Regions from separate parts of the Mus musculus genome. Here region 2 is linked to region 1. A link is a contact called in public Hi-C data. All regions are on one chromosome and are shown on one strand. The core of a region is the stretch at or near the end of the contact, and the rest is flanking DNA. Distances in the headings are between cores, read along the strand shown. Region 1 holds the start of Rpa3 (replication protein A3). Region 2 overlaps Umad1 (UMAP1-MVP12 associated (UMA) domain containing 1).

Region 1 (6,734 bases), core at 3,350-5,849:
TTCCTCAAGAGTTTCAGAGAATGGAGGTATTTGTGAACAATAACACAACACTGTTTGGTTACTAAAAAGTGGTGTTGTAAAATGATGGGAGATGATTTGGAGTCTCACAGTTTTCATATTCATGGTTCCTGTCCTTTGTGATGTTAATAACTTAGAACTAATTGTGTCAACTCATAAGGGTTTTATTTGTTTTGTTTTGTTTTTTACTTAAATATTTAAGCTGCAAGGTGTATACAGTCCAAGTGCCCATCAGTGGAAAGATGACTAGACAAAGTATGGTATATTCATTTAATAGGGTTTTATTCAAGTTTAAAATGAAATGCAACTCTAACACATACCACAACGTAAATCTTAAAGATATTGCTAAATAAAATAAGCCCATGCAAGAGGAAAAATATTGCATTACTGCACTTGGATAAGACATCTAAGAGTAGCTACATCAGTACAGGTAGAAAGTACAAATGCTAAGGAATGACTGAGTGATGGTCACAGAATTTGAGTTTTGGAAGATGGAAACAGTGGTGGTTATGGTTGCGTTACAATATGAACTTACAGAATACACTGAGTTGGAGGGTTAAAAATAGTTTAGAGTTAATCAGTAACTTTTATGTTATATATATTTTAGCAAAATTAGTAAATAAAAAAATGATGTTCTTTGTACCCAAAGCACATTCATTAGGCTATTCCAACCCAGTCTCCACTTTGAACTGTCAATGTTTCTCCTAAAATATGAAACTTGTCATTGTACTCTTCTTTCAACTTCCCTTAAGCCAATTCTTTCTTTTTTTTTCCTTTTTTTTTAATTAGGTATTTTCTTCATTTACATTTCCAATGCTACCCCAAAAGTCCCCCAAGTCCTCACCCCCACTCCCCTCCCCCCCCCACTCCCACTTCTTGGCCCTGGTGTTCCCCTGTACTAAGGCATATAAAGTGTGTAAGACTAATGGGCCTCCTTCTCTTTCCAGTGATGGCCTTCTAGGCCATCTTCTGATACATATGCAGCTAGAGACACGAGCTCCGGGGTTCTAGTTAGTTCATATTGTTGTTCCACCTATAGGGTTGCAGATTCCTTTAGTATCCTTGGGTACTTTCTCTAGCTCCTCCATTGGGGGGCCCTGTGATCCATCCAATAGCTGACTGTGAGCATCCACTTCTGAGGCCAATTCTTTCATATCGCATTTAAGAAAGACATTCTAAGCTATCATTTCAATTCACTTTTACCCCTTAATACATGTTACTGCTACTATACATCCAAGCTCTGGTTGGAGTATAGTTATATTTGTTGTCTTCAGCAACTAGAATTCCCCCACAAGCTCTCTTTATTTTGTTGTTTTGTTTCTCTTAAGTAACACTCATGAGATGAAAAAACTAGGCATACTATTAGCTAAAAATAATACTAGTATGTATATATATATATATATATATATATATATACATACATACATACATATGTGTATATATATACACATATATATGTGTATGTGTGTGTGTGTATTTATTTCTGGTAAAATGAAAAATCAAATGTCTAGAAAAATTGTATCTTAGCACAGCCTATGTAAAAACACTGGGATATGTTAGTACCATTTTAAAATGCATGGCCAAACCATTAAGAGATAAGGAAATTTTACTGAGTCCAGAAAGAAGGAAAGGCTAAAAATCTATGGGGGAAATATCCAAGTAGTAACAACGAGTATCTTTTTCATGGCCAGTACTGACTTCCGATGGATACTCCCGATGGATCCTGGGTTTTAATTAACTATGTCCCACAGTGAAGAGGCACAAAGCCTGGGGCCAAACATTGTGCAAGCAAGGAAACAAATCTTTTCTTGAGAAACACAGCCTGAAACCAAACCACAGAAATCAACAATAAAAAGTTCCACAAAACATGAATCTATAATTTTAAGTTATCAAACCCTAACCCTAACCCTAACTCTGGAGCAAGCCAGTCAGCCTCCATGGCTTCTGTATCAGCTCTGACTTCTAGAAGCACAGTTTGAGTTTCTGCCTTGGCTTCCCTCAACGGACTATGATTCGGGATATAGAAGCCAAATAAACCTTTTCTACACAAGCTAGGTTTGGCAGAAAAATCAGTAAGACTGGCAGTCACTGTATAGGTCTCGTAGAAGGCTGAAAAGAAAACTCCCATATGACTTAGCCATACCACTCCTGGGCTTACATTTACAGTACTCAGTATTCTTTTATAGAGATGCTCTGAGATCCATGTTCATGGCTGCTCTATTGACAATAGCTCGGAAATGGAATCATCCCGAATGTCCAGCTACCAATGAACAAATATGTATACATATACGTACACATATACACAATACATATACATATACACAATACATATACACAATGGAGTTGTATTCAGCTATACAGAAAAAAATGAGATTATGAATTTTACAAAAAAAATAAAGGGGCTGGAAAATATTATTATAGTGAATGAGGTAACCCAGGCCAAGGAAGACAAACATTGTGTCCTCTCTCACATATGGATCCTAGTTTTAAGGTTTTAGATTTGTGTGCTTACATTTGTGGTATCTTTAGAGGTCAGGAAGCTACAAAAGGCCAAAGATGGCTACAGAGAAATTTCAAGGAGTGTAAGAGATAGTAGAACATGTGAGCTATAAAAGTAGTTCATTGGAGGAGAATACTGGGGGGTGAAAGGCTTAAGTGGAGATGGGAACACGAGGTTGGGCTAACCAAGACTAAGGATGTATAAAGAGGTCTCAGGAAAACCTACTACTTTGTAAGCTAATTGAAAAGTTTAACTGGTTTTAAAAGGAAATTTAAATGGGAATACCCTGCATGGGAAAAGAATGCTTCCCCTAAAGGCATGAGCTACTAAACAAAAATCTCAGGGCTGAAAGGCTGTGATATACCTCCCTAGAGTTCTTGAGAAGGATGACCCAAAGGCACACAAACAACACGATTTTCTACAATGCTCCGAGCTGTCCACCACAACTAGATGGTAAGAACCTATGTCTGGAGACAGGGTACCATTTGCTTGCAGCACACAGATAAAGCAAACTAGACCTGAACTGGGAACTTACTTCTTGCTGGTTACTTTTCACTGAACTAAAAGGGTGCTATGCACCAGGGTAGAAAACGCAGTGCTATATCATGAATGCCTCAATACCGACTTGCCAGCACCCAAAGGAAATGCAGCCCACAACTAAGGAAAAAAATTTTAAACTTGTTTTAATCACAACAGAATTAAGACACACATATTAAATGTCACATGAACACTAAGGAGAGCTAACAATCGTTTAAATAGGGGAGATTGGATTTCACTCTTAAATAGATGGAACCAGATCTTTGTATTTTATTACTTAAGGCAGCAACAGCAGGCTACATTGGAACTGAATTATTGGAACTGAGTTATTAGCCCTGAATTTGAAGGTTAATAAGTCTTTGGCTTTAGAAAAATCCAGACACTGTTCCACATAATTATGAGACGCAATTAAAATTATGTTTTAATTTCTGCAACCTCTTTTGAAGGTATTTTTATGTGCGTTCATTTTGAAATTTCTCAGTACCAATCCCTTGCTGGTGAAATTACTAAAATCAACAGCCACCAGCATCCAGTCATTTTCTGAACCAGAAACACATCCGACAATTTTCTTCAAATCTTGGAATAAACTGTCTTTCAGACAGCCAGCTCTGAGTACTTCGGGGAACTAGATATAGTATTACAACCCAAAATTAGAGTTATCTAGCACCTTACAAAGCAGTCAACCCCTCATTTGCAGAAAGAGAAAATGTGACGCCAGTGGAGGAGCACTAGCTTGGGTCCAACAGCTGGTGAAGCCTGTCATCTCTAGTCCTTCCCGGGGGTCCTCCTCTACCGGAGCCCCAATGCACGCCAGCACCCAGGAGGTGAGGAAATGGACACCTCCACACCGCCAAGGCTAGCAAAAGGTCCAAGGTAAAGAGAGGGGCAGCACCTCTTGCTGCCAGTGGGTAAAGCAGGCAGGTCCGTTACACAACGTCTCCTAGCAACAACCTCCTGAGGGAGGGGTAAAGACTGACGATGGTTCTCTACAGGTAGAACTGGCTCAAAAATAAAAACCCCAAACCCCAGGTTAGGCACGCACCCGCGCCACCCGCGCAAAAGCTGGCAACTGTCAGTGCCCGCACCGCGGCATTCCGGGACCAGGAGCCCGACTCCGCCCACCACCCCGACGGTTCAGCCCTCGGGAGGAGAGAGGCGCGGAGATCCAGACACCTCCCGCAAGAAAGCTACCTGAGACTCCGCCGCAGCCCGCAGCTCGCCACCCACCACGGTCCTTCAGCTTACTTCCGGGGTCAAGTCGACGTTCGGCCGCTCCAGATCCCGGGTCCCAGGCCTCAGCCCCCGCCCCTCTAAGTCCCGCCTCCACTGCCCGCCGGGTTTCGGCCCCAGTGACTTCCGGAACGCCGCGCGTCACTAGGCAGTCTACCAGTACTTCCGGAAGCCTTGAGCCCCTCCGCCAGCCCGGTGCGAGCGAACCAGATGCTCCCGTGGATTTGATTGGTGGGTCTGGAGCGTACGTCTCCTCTGATTGGTGTTCGGGAAATCTGCCCGGGTTGGCGCGGCCGCCCGCTGGGCGTCAATCATTTTCTGCTTTCCTGCGGGTTGCGAGTGTTGGCGGCAGAATCATGGAGGACATAATGCAGCTCCCCAAAGCGCGCGTCAACGCCAGCATGTTACCACAGTATATCGACCGGCCCGTGTGCTTCGTGGGGAAGCTGGAAAAGGTGCATGCGGGTTCGGGCGAGAGGACGGGACCACGGCCACTCGGGAAGGACTGCGGGGTCGGGAGCTGAGGCTGGGAGCAGGTCACCTTTAAGCAGCATTGCCCTCCAGCTTGCTGTAGTTTTCACAAGAAGAGCTTGTGGAAACTGCTAAGCCATTGCAGCAACATTTTGGTGCCGCTTCTTTTATGTCCCCAAAACTGTTTGGAATGACCTTTTAGATCCAAGCGCTCCGCGCCCCCTTTCTTTATTTACCAGGAAGGTATTTACAAACCTGGCTCCTCTGTCTGTTGTTCGAGTTTTTGTTTTAGCCAGACTTAGCTTCTTGCTTCCCTGTCTTTTGCAGCCGTCTCTATTTATGGGCCTAGTTTTTCTACTTTGCAGTCGTCTCCCTATGAAACATTTCTTGATAGCCCCTCCCATATTCTATAGATACCTTGTATCTAGCCCAGTCTTAGATTGCAGCCTCGTCCTTCCTATAGGTAAAAATTAAGCCCAAAGGCCCAGAAATTGAGAGTGCCGAGGGAAAGAAAATCCTCTGTAAGGACTTACCTGCTAGGTCATTTCATTCACACATTTTCTAAGGGAAAAGAATTTCTAACTAAACAGGTAGGCTGACTGAGCTGCTCAAACCTCACATCGAGTGGCAGAGCTCAGTTTCAAGGGAAGTCTTCCTCAGATCTGGCAACCAGTTCTTTTAGATCATCGTTCTTAATTTTAAAAGAAAGTATTCTGAGCCGGGCGGTGGTGGCGCACGCCTTTAATCCCAGCACTCGGGAGGCAGAGGCAGGTGAATTTCTGAGTTCGAGCCCAGCCTGGTCTACAGAGTGAGTTCCAGGACAGCCAGGGCTATACTGAGAAACCCTGTCTCGAAAACAAACAAACAAACAACCCCTCAAAAAGAAGGTATTCTGTGAGATGTACTAAATCAAGAATGTTGGCAGAATTTCATTAGACAGTGAAAGCCTCGTTTAGTTTTAGTGTACCAAGTGTCTTTTGCAAATAAAAGAAACCACACAAAACACTAAGCAAATATTTGTTGTTTATTAGAAATTCAAAATTAACTGGGCTTACAATCATCTGATCAGGTAATAAGATTATAACTTGAACCAAATAAACTGTCCAAAACCCCTATTACTTTATATTCAACCAAATGAAACTTCAGGGAATCTTTTAAATATTCATTTCTGTAGATTCTGTTTTCTAAATCTATGGCTTTTTGTCTTGATTTCCTTTTTTAGATTCATCCCACTGGAAAAATGTTTATTCTTTCAGATGGAGAAGGAAAAAATGGAACCATTGAATTGATGGAGCCAGTATGTTTTAAGTGATATGCTCTCATATTTAATTTTTTGGGGTTTCTTATTATTTCTGATTTGGGGGTGGAAATGTGAAGATTACACTTGTATAACTTTAAAAATCAAATTCATGCTCTCATATTTTGTCTTATTTCCATTTCTAAACTTTAGTGATTCTTAGGGCTCCAACATTTCTGAAAGTGTCCCTTAAGTATTGGTTGGATAACAATTTTTATTCCTTAAAAAAAAAATCCAAAAAATACATGTGAAAAATTTTTTAAACTGCTTCTTCCATAATCACAAGCCTGGCCTTCAAGAGCTGGCCCCAGGTGTGTTCCTCCTGCTTCATACTAAGTGGCATTGCTAGTCAGTTTTATTTTCTATGTTTAATTTTCATATATATATATATATATATATATATATATATATATATATTCATGCATATTTTTATATTTCTAAATTTTTTAAAGTTTTATGTTTAATGTGCTTAAAACATCTTTGATATTTTATGCCGACAAATCCATATACTATTTGGTTACTTGATATAGAACATGTAAGATTTATCCACAGTTCTTCTCGGTGAGTTTTTAAACAAATAAGGAGGTCTGTTTACAGGAACTCTGAACATCCTCGGAGTCTTTTAATGTCTTTGCCTTCAACTTAAACGTACAACTGTATCTTCAGAACGTAAAGAACTAC
Region 2 (6,160 bases), core at 2,374-4,873, 90 kb before region 1:
TTTTTCAAAGCCAATTTTTTTAAGCCTCCAGTACGCTGGAAACAAGAGTTGTGTTCTTCTGACTCATGGCCTTTGATTTCTACATAAACGTCCCGGTATGCATGTAAAAACAGGTCCCTGCAGGATACTCACAGACTGTATATATTAACTTACCAGATGTACCAGCAGATAGAAACTCCATCAGCCTACCTTTTAAAGCAAGATACTATTTAACAGCTTAAACTGCCTGTGACTAAAGGATGACTGCACGGAACGTACTGTATGCAGGGAGACATTAGGTAGTCCATGAGAAACCTCAGCATGCTCACAAAGGGGACAGCAAGGGCTTGTGAACTGGTGCTTAGTGGGCTCCTTAAGAACCAGGATATAAAAATAAGGTTGAGGCATATATCTGCATTTTGCAACCAAATTGCCCGATATCTGACAGGTAAAGTGGTTAGAGGTCACATCTGTAAATTACTGTACACTGAGATGGCAGAACAATTTGTGTTTAAAAGCTTCTGTGTGTCCCAATTTATTTACTACAGTCAAAGAGTCGCTATGATTTAAGTTGGAAACTCCAAAGTATATTTTAATCACACATACACACACACACAGTAATTTAAACACTTTAGAGCTCATGCCTCTTTTAATTTATATAAATCATATATATTTACAAACATGAGATACTGTACAAATACATATACTGAGAAAACAAAGACTGTCATCTAAGTGTACAGTAATTTACAGATGTAAGTTCTAAGATCTCTTCGTACATGTGCATTGAGTAGGGACCCTGGGGCACCATTTCCTCCTCCTGAGCGTGGGGACCTTAAGTGGACCTAAGTGGACTGTGGCTACTATCAGCCACCCTCTCCATGGTCTGGATACGTTCCTTGCTTTAAAACCCTACCCTCAAGTCTATTTGTATGTCTGTCTCCCCCAATCCTCCCAGTGTGTGTGTCTGTGTGTGTGTGTGTGTGTGTGTGTGTGTGTGTGTGTGGTGTGTAAGGCTAAGGATGTAACCTCTTTCACTGGAAAAAGTGTGTGTGGCAGTGAAATGTAAATCTAACACGTGAGCACATGTATGACCTTTCACTTCAGCAGGAACACTGTTGCATGCGACAATCCCTTTCTCATACAAGACAATAATCTCCTGATTTAATAAACAGGTTTCCTGTGAAAACAACATCCTGTCTGCTAGAGTGATTGTACCTTTAACCATGCTGTCACCCAGCCCTCCATATGTCACCTACTAACAAATAACTTTTCCAGACTCTCATTTACAAAGTGTTTCTTTCCTGAAATGGTGGCTGTATATGCTTAGGCAAAGATGGTTCTTGTTAACTATGGGTCACTAATGATGGCAGTTGTAACTGAGACTTGGGAATAAGACAATGCAACAGATAGTTAAGGAATACATATAGTTTGGTCATAGTTTGTAGGAAGTTGGCTATGTAATTCTCAGAAAATCTTTAAAAACTGCCAAAGCTACACACAGAACACACATATATACTTTGTATTGGCCATATTTTTCTGTGGGTGTTTTTCAGGCTTCTTTGTGGTTCTTCTCCACTTTCCTGTTACTCTCTCTAGGGCTAGACTTTCTTACTCATCTCTAGGGGATCTTAGCCAAAACTGTAACTCAGAATATACCAACACAATTCTGACTATAAAAGCAATTGCTAAAGACAAACCTTTTCTTGGGTTACAAGGCCATCCATTCCAGCCTGCTGACTATTTACTTGGTCCACGTCTCCGTGGCAGTTAACCTTAGTGCTTTCCACAGTCCCTCCTTATCTCTCGGCAGAACTAGCCCTGCTTCTGTGCATGTTCACAATGGCAGTGAATCACCATGCACTGTGCTTTCTTTTCAGTTCATTAGCAGTCTCTCCCAAACCTGCCTCCTAGTCTCTATCACCTTCATTCGCTACCCCTATAATTGGTACCAAGTTTCAGTCTCTCTAGTCCCAGCTATATCTATTAGGCCAATTTCCTCACCCTCTTCTGATTTTATTTTGCGGCCATAAAGAACATGCTAAGTTATCATGGACATGCAACTTCCTTTATACAAATTTATTTCCATGTACCTCATCTGCTTTTCTTCATCTTCCTTTATTCTTTATGGAACAAAAGGGATATTCTACAATGAATGTCATTAGTTGCAGCCAACTTGCTAGTAGGTCAATAAGTTGCATACAAAGTCTGTACACTATAAACTATTGATTATGGAGAAGAGCCGACTAGACGAGGGGAGAAGAGAGCATAAGCTCATGGGAAGAAGTGGTGGTCCAGGGATGATATTGCAGAAAGCAAACCACACACAGGAGAACTGGGGAGATTCAACCCAGAGTACCCTTCTAATACATCTGGTGAGAATTTAGGAAATCTCTTCTAAAAGATCAGGGCGGAGGTTGTATCCATTTTCTTCACAGAGACAAAGGCTCTCACTGTTTCAGAAAGGCTATTCCACTGTTTCCTGAGGTACGGAAAAATGTAGTTTTGTAGCCAATGATAAATTTTCACTTAAATTTGCTAAACTTATTATAAGAGTACTAGGTAAACGAAACAGAAAATAAGTAAACAACTACGTAAACAGAATATAGGACCCAATCAAAATGAGTTCAAAGTCTCTTACCTTCTGAGATTGCAACCAAAAATAAAAATACATTTCTAAGAACAGCTTTATAGTAAGAGGGAAATTCATAATGAAAAAGAAGGTGTGGTGAGGGGAAGAGGCTGGTATTTATATATCTAATGGAATGTAGTGTCAAGCCATGAAAAGGCCCAGAAGTATACAGGAGTGAGAGGCGGTGGGTAGAGCCAGAGCCAGAATGCTCAGGTCTCATCACAGCCTCACTTCTTACACTGCTGCAACGCAGGGCGAGCTAGGTCTTTTCAGCACCTTCTTATAGAATATGCATAACAGCAGTGTCTACCTCAAAAGCTGCTTTGAGGATTAAAGTCATAAGGAAAAGCATTTAGCCCGAAGTATAAACTTCAGTGCTGTGAAGTGGTGCTGGCTGCTGAGGCCAGTGTGGCCTGGAGCTGCTTAGTGGGCTACAGAAGCCATGCCAGCCATGGAGGATTCCTTGAAAGATGTTCATCAAACTGTATAAAAATGCTGCTTTCAGGCATTTCCACACTTGAGACCAAAGTAAACGAGCTTAGGAATGCATAATGTTTAAGCCTATTTTAAGCTAAGAACTTAATTTCTTGGAATGCTCACATTCACAAAACATAGTAGAAATTGTCTTTGGGGCCACACCCTCATGGCATCTCCTGGGTAGAAAAATTTCAAAAGACTGGGCTTGTTTTGAGGGTCTGCCTTTCCCCAGGCTGGAGGCTACAGGAATGAGTAGGATGGAAACCTCACTGGAGAAGGTGAGGGCTTCTGCTGAGCTCACCAGTGTCACCAACATCTAGATCTGCAGCTGGACCATGGCAGGATCTTACAGTCTCAGATAAACGAGCACTGTGACTTAGCACGAACCATCCACATCTTATACAAATGACCAAAGGCACAGTTGTTGGAGAATAAAATATGGGGCTAATTTTTAGAGCAACAATACCTTTGTGTTTAAGTGAAGAACTGTGTTTAGTCCCAGTGCTAGCCAGTCACAGTATCAGGAGAAAACAAAACCAAAACCAAAAACTGGAGAACCTATTGATTTCCTAAAGAAGGCTGCATGTTCAATCAAGCCAGCACATGCAACATTCAGGATAATAATTCAACAAGAAGTAGTTATAGACATAGACATTAGAAGGCTCTGGAATTCTTTTATTACAAGGGTAACATCAAGTGCCCTCTAGACTTGTACCTGGTATACTATTTCTGAGGTGCATGAAATCTCATGGTTTTTTTTTTTTTATAAGAAAGTTTGAAATTTGAGGTAATATTAGCTTATTAATCAGACAAACTTCAATGTCAAACAATAAAATTTTTATTTCCTAATATAAACTGCTGGACTGCAGATTTAAGAAACAAATAGTATGCTACTGTGCATGCCTGGGAGAAACAGTAACTTGTGTCAATATATATTTTTAATTGATTGGATTAACGTGTATATATCCTGGGAGAAAAATGGGCAAGTAGCTTTTGCTGCTTATTTGCAGTGCTTTTCCATCCAACCCCATGTCCTAGCCCATCAGTCACGGCTACTATGTCTGGGTTCTAATGTGACTCCAACATAAAAGCATGCCCCAAAGTACCATAGACTCCAGCATTTTCATATGCATGACAGTTAGTTCCTTGACTAACAATTAGTAAGTGTAGTCCAAGGAAAAAAATCCCAAAGATACTAAATATGAAAAGAATACTCATTTCTGTGGTTTGCTGGAGGGTGTTTATTTTCAACAGTTCAGATACTTATGTGCTGAGCCAATAAGCTTGAAAGAATTCCAGGTCTTCCTTTAGCTAGAAACCCCCTTTTACTGCCCTGTCTTTTAAGAGTAAAGCTAACCTGTTATCTGTCTGGGTTGCTCTTCCGGTAAGTTACACAGATTCTACATTTTTACTGCTGGTTAGTGATCTGTCTCCTTGAGACATGGAAAGCCATGTAAAGATGGAGGCAGGGACTTTTTTTTATCCTTTTCCTTTTTGTCTGGCTCACTATACCTATATCCCTATGCCTTGATCTAATTCTTACCATAGAACTGGAGTTCAATACATATTTATTAAACACATGTATTTTACAAATTAATGTTTAGAACAAAAATGTGAGTTTCTTAAGGTCACATGAACTTATAATCCTCACTATAGGCCTAAGGTAGCACCTGACATAGAAATGGAGCTCCAGAAAGGTTTAAAGGTGCAACTGAAATAAGGGCATGTTAGTATTAAAGCAATATTAAAAAGCAGTTTCAGGGCTTTAGTATTGTTACAAAAATTATTGTACTTATTAAAATCATTTTCATAAGTACTTTAATAAGAAAATATCAGAAACATAAATTTAACCTAAATTGGAACTTTTTCTAAATTAGCAATAGTGTGGTTTAACTAAATATCATTAGTATTCAGGATCGGAACATTATACTAGGAACTAAAGAACATTTTGAGAGAAAGATCCCGAGGCCAGATGAAGACTATGGCTAGTGCAGGAAAACAGCTACATAAAGAACAAAGTGGTCAGAGGCAGAATATGAACAACAGGGAACAGAATTCAGGGTTTTAGTCAATTAAAGTATATTTGAAAAAAGATGTGTTTTTGGAACTGGGAAAGGAATACTGGGAATATGACTTCATATTTTACAGGCAAAAAGCTAATACATCAGATTTATTCATTCTTAAAAGTGACACTGAGAACTGGAGCAAGTAAGTGTCTTCAGTAGGCAGTGATGGAGGGCAAGTGTCAGGGCTGAGACAGGGCAGAGGGGACATAACGGAGAAGGATGGAAGTGATTTCACAGGAAGCAGCAAGACAGCTTCAGAAATAAAGAGAAAATCTAGACACCTACATCAAAACCATTGCTAAGAAAAAGGGCAGGTCCTCTGGCACAGACATTTGAATGGTTCCTGAATGTGTACACTGAGGTCCAGATTATAAACACTGAGGTTGAGTCATCTTACCAGGATGGACAACAGTGGAAATGTGACCTCACTGTTCAAACATGCTGTTGTCAATCACTTCTGGCCCTGTTGCCAACTGTGGGCCTTCAGGTAATCCAGCCCCCATCGCTGCCTTAAAATGTCAGTTGAGCAGCTATATGGCTGGCTGAGACCCTGAGAACTGCCTATGGAGGGGTTCTCACCACTCCCACTTTCCATGGTTCTCAGCTCAGTTTAAATAACTCGATAACTCTGAACTCAGTCACGCCATCTCTATACTCTTAGCCCCAGCCCCAGCAACACAACTAACTCACTAGCTTTCCTGGATGAGCGTACTAGCTCTCAGGCCCCATCAAAGAAGCACGTGACCAGTCGGTACCCAATGTTACCTGAGACATCCCCAATACAACCCCTACTCCTAAGGCAGGGAGCACTGTGGAAGAGAGGGTGGAAAAATTGTAAGCCAGAGGACTGGACATCTACAGCAAGGCACTGTCTCATGTATATCAAAGTCTCAAAATAATGGTCACCTAAGCAAGACCTGAACAATGACAATAGCAGCTGACACACCAATGTGGACGTGGGCTGTGTCACTGGATAAAGAGCAATAGGCATTTAATGGCTGCTGAGAGA

The links. Hi-C and Micro-C count contacts between places; a contact is called where the count stands out from the background.
Region 2: a contact with region 1 is called in a Hi-C map of erythroblasts, with 2.3 times the contacts expected there. The contact joins the enhancer-like site here to the promoter of Rpa3 in region 1. A contact is called at or near these places in 2 of 39 promoter capture datasets (embryonic stem cells and stem cell-derived epiblast-like cells), 3 of 484 Hi-C or Micro-C datasets (embryonic stem cells, erythroblasts and muscle stem cells), 1 of 115 datasets of contacts at active chromatin or transcription factors (the SCID.adh cell line) and 2 of 9 other capture datasets (adipose tissue and liver).

What each region holds. Positions count from the first base shown.
Region 1 is chr6:8,257,006-8,263,739 of GRCm38.p6, reverse strand. Rpa3 (replication protein A3) reads left to right here and starts at 4,599. Exons shown (of 4, transcript NM_026632.4): 1 at 4,599-4,740; 2 at 5,979-6,053. The coding sequence starts at 4,642. Umad1 (UMAP1-MVP12 associated (UMA) domain containing 1) reads right to left here and starts at 4,452. Exons shown (of 4, transcript NM_001302354.1): 1 at 4,247-4,452.
Region 2 is chr6:8,346,719-8,352,878 of GRCm38.p6, reverse strand. All of the region lies in intron 2 of Umad1 (UMAP1-MVP12 associated (UMA) domain containing 1), which reads right to left. Among named protein-coding and RNA genes, the nearest start is that of Gm46952, 4.2 kb to the right of the region's middle. Within about 2 kb of position 3,623, at least 20 of the 459 cell types and tissues checked have an H3K27ac peak or open chromatin away from gene starts, as enhancers often do. A contact at or near this core is called in erythroblasts, where this site is marked.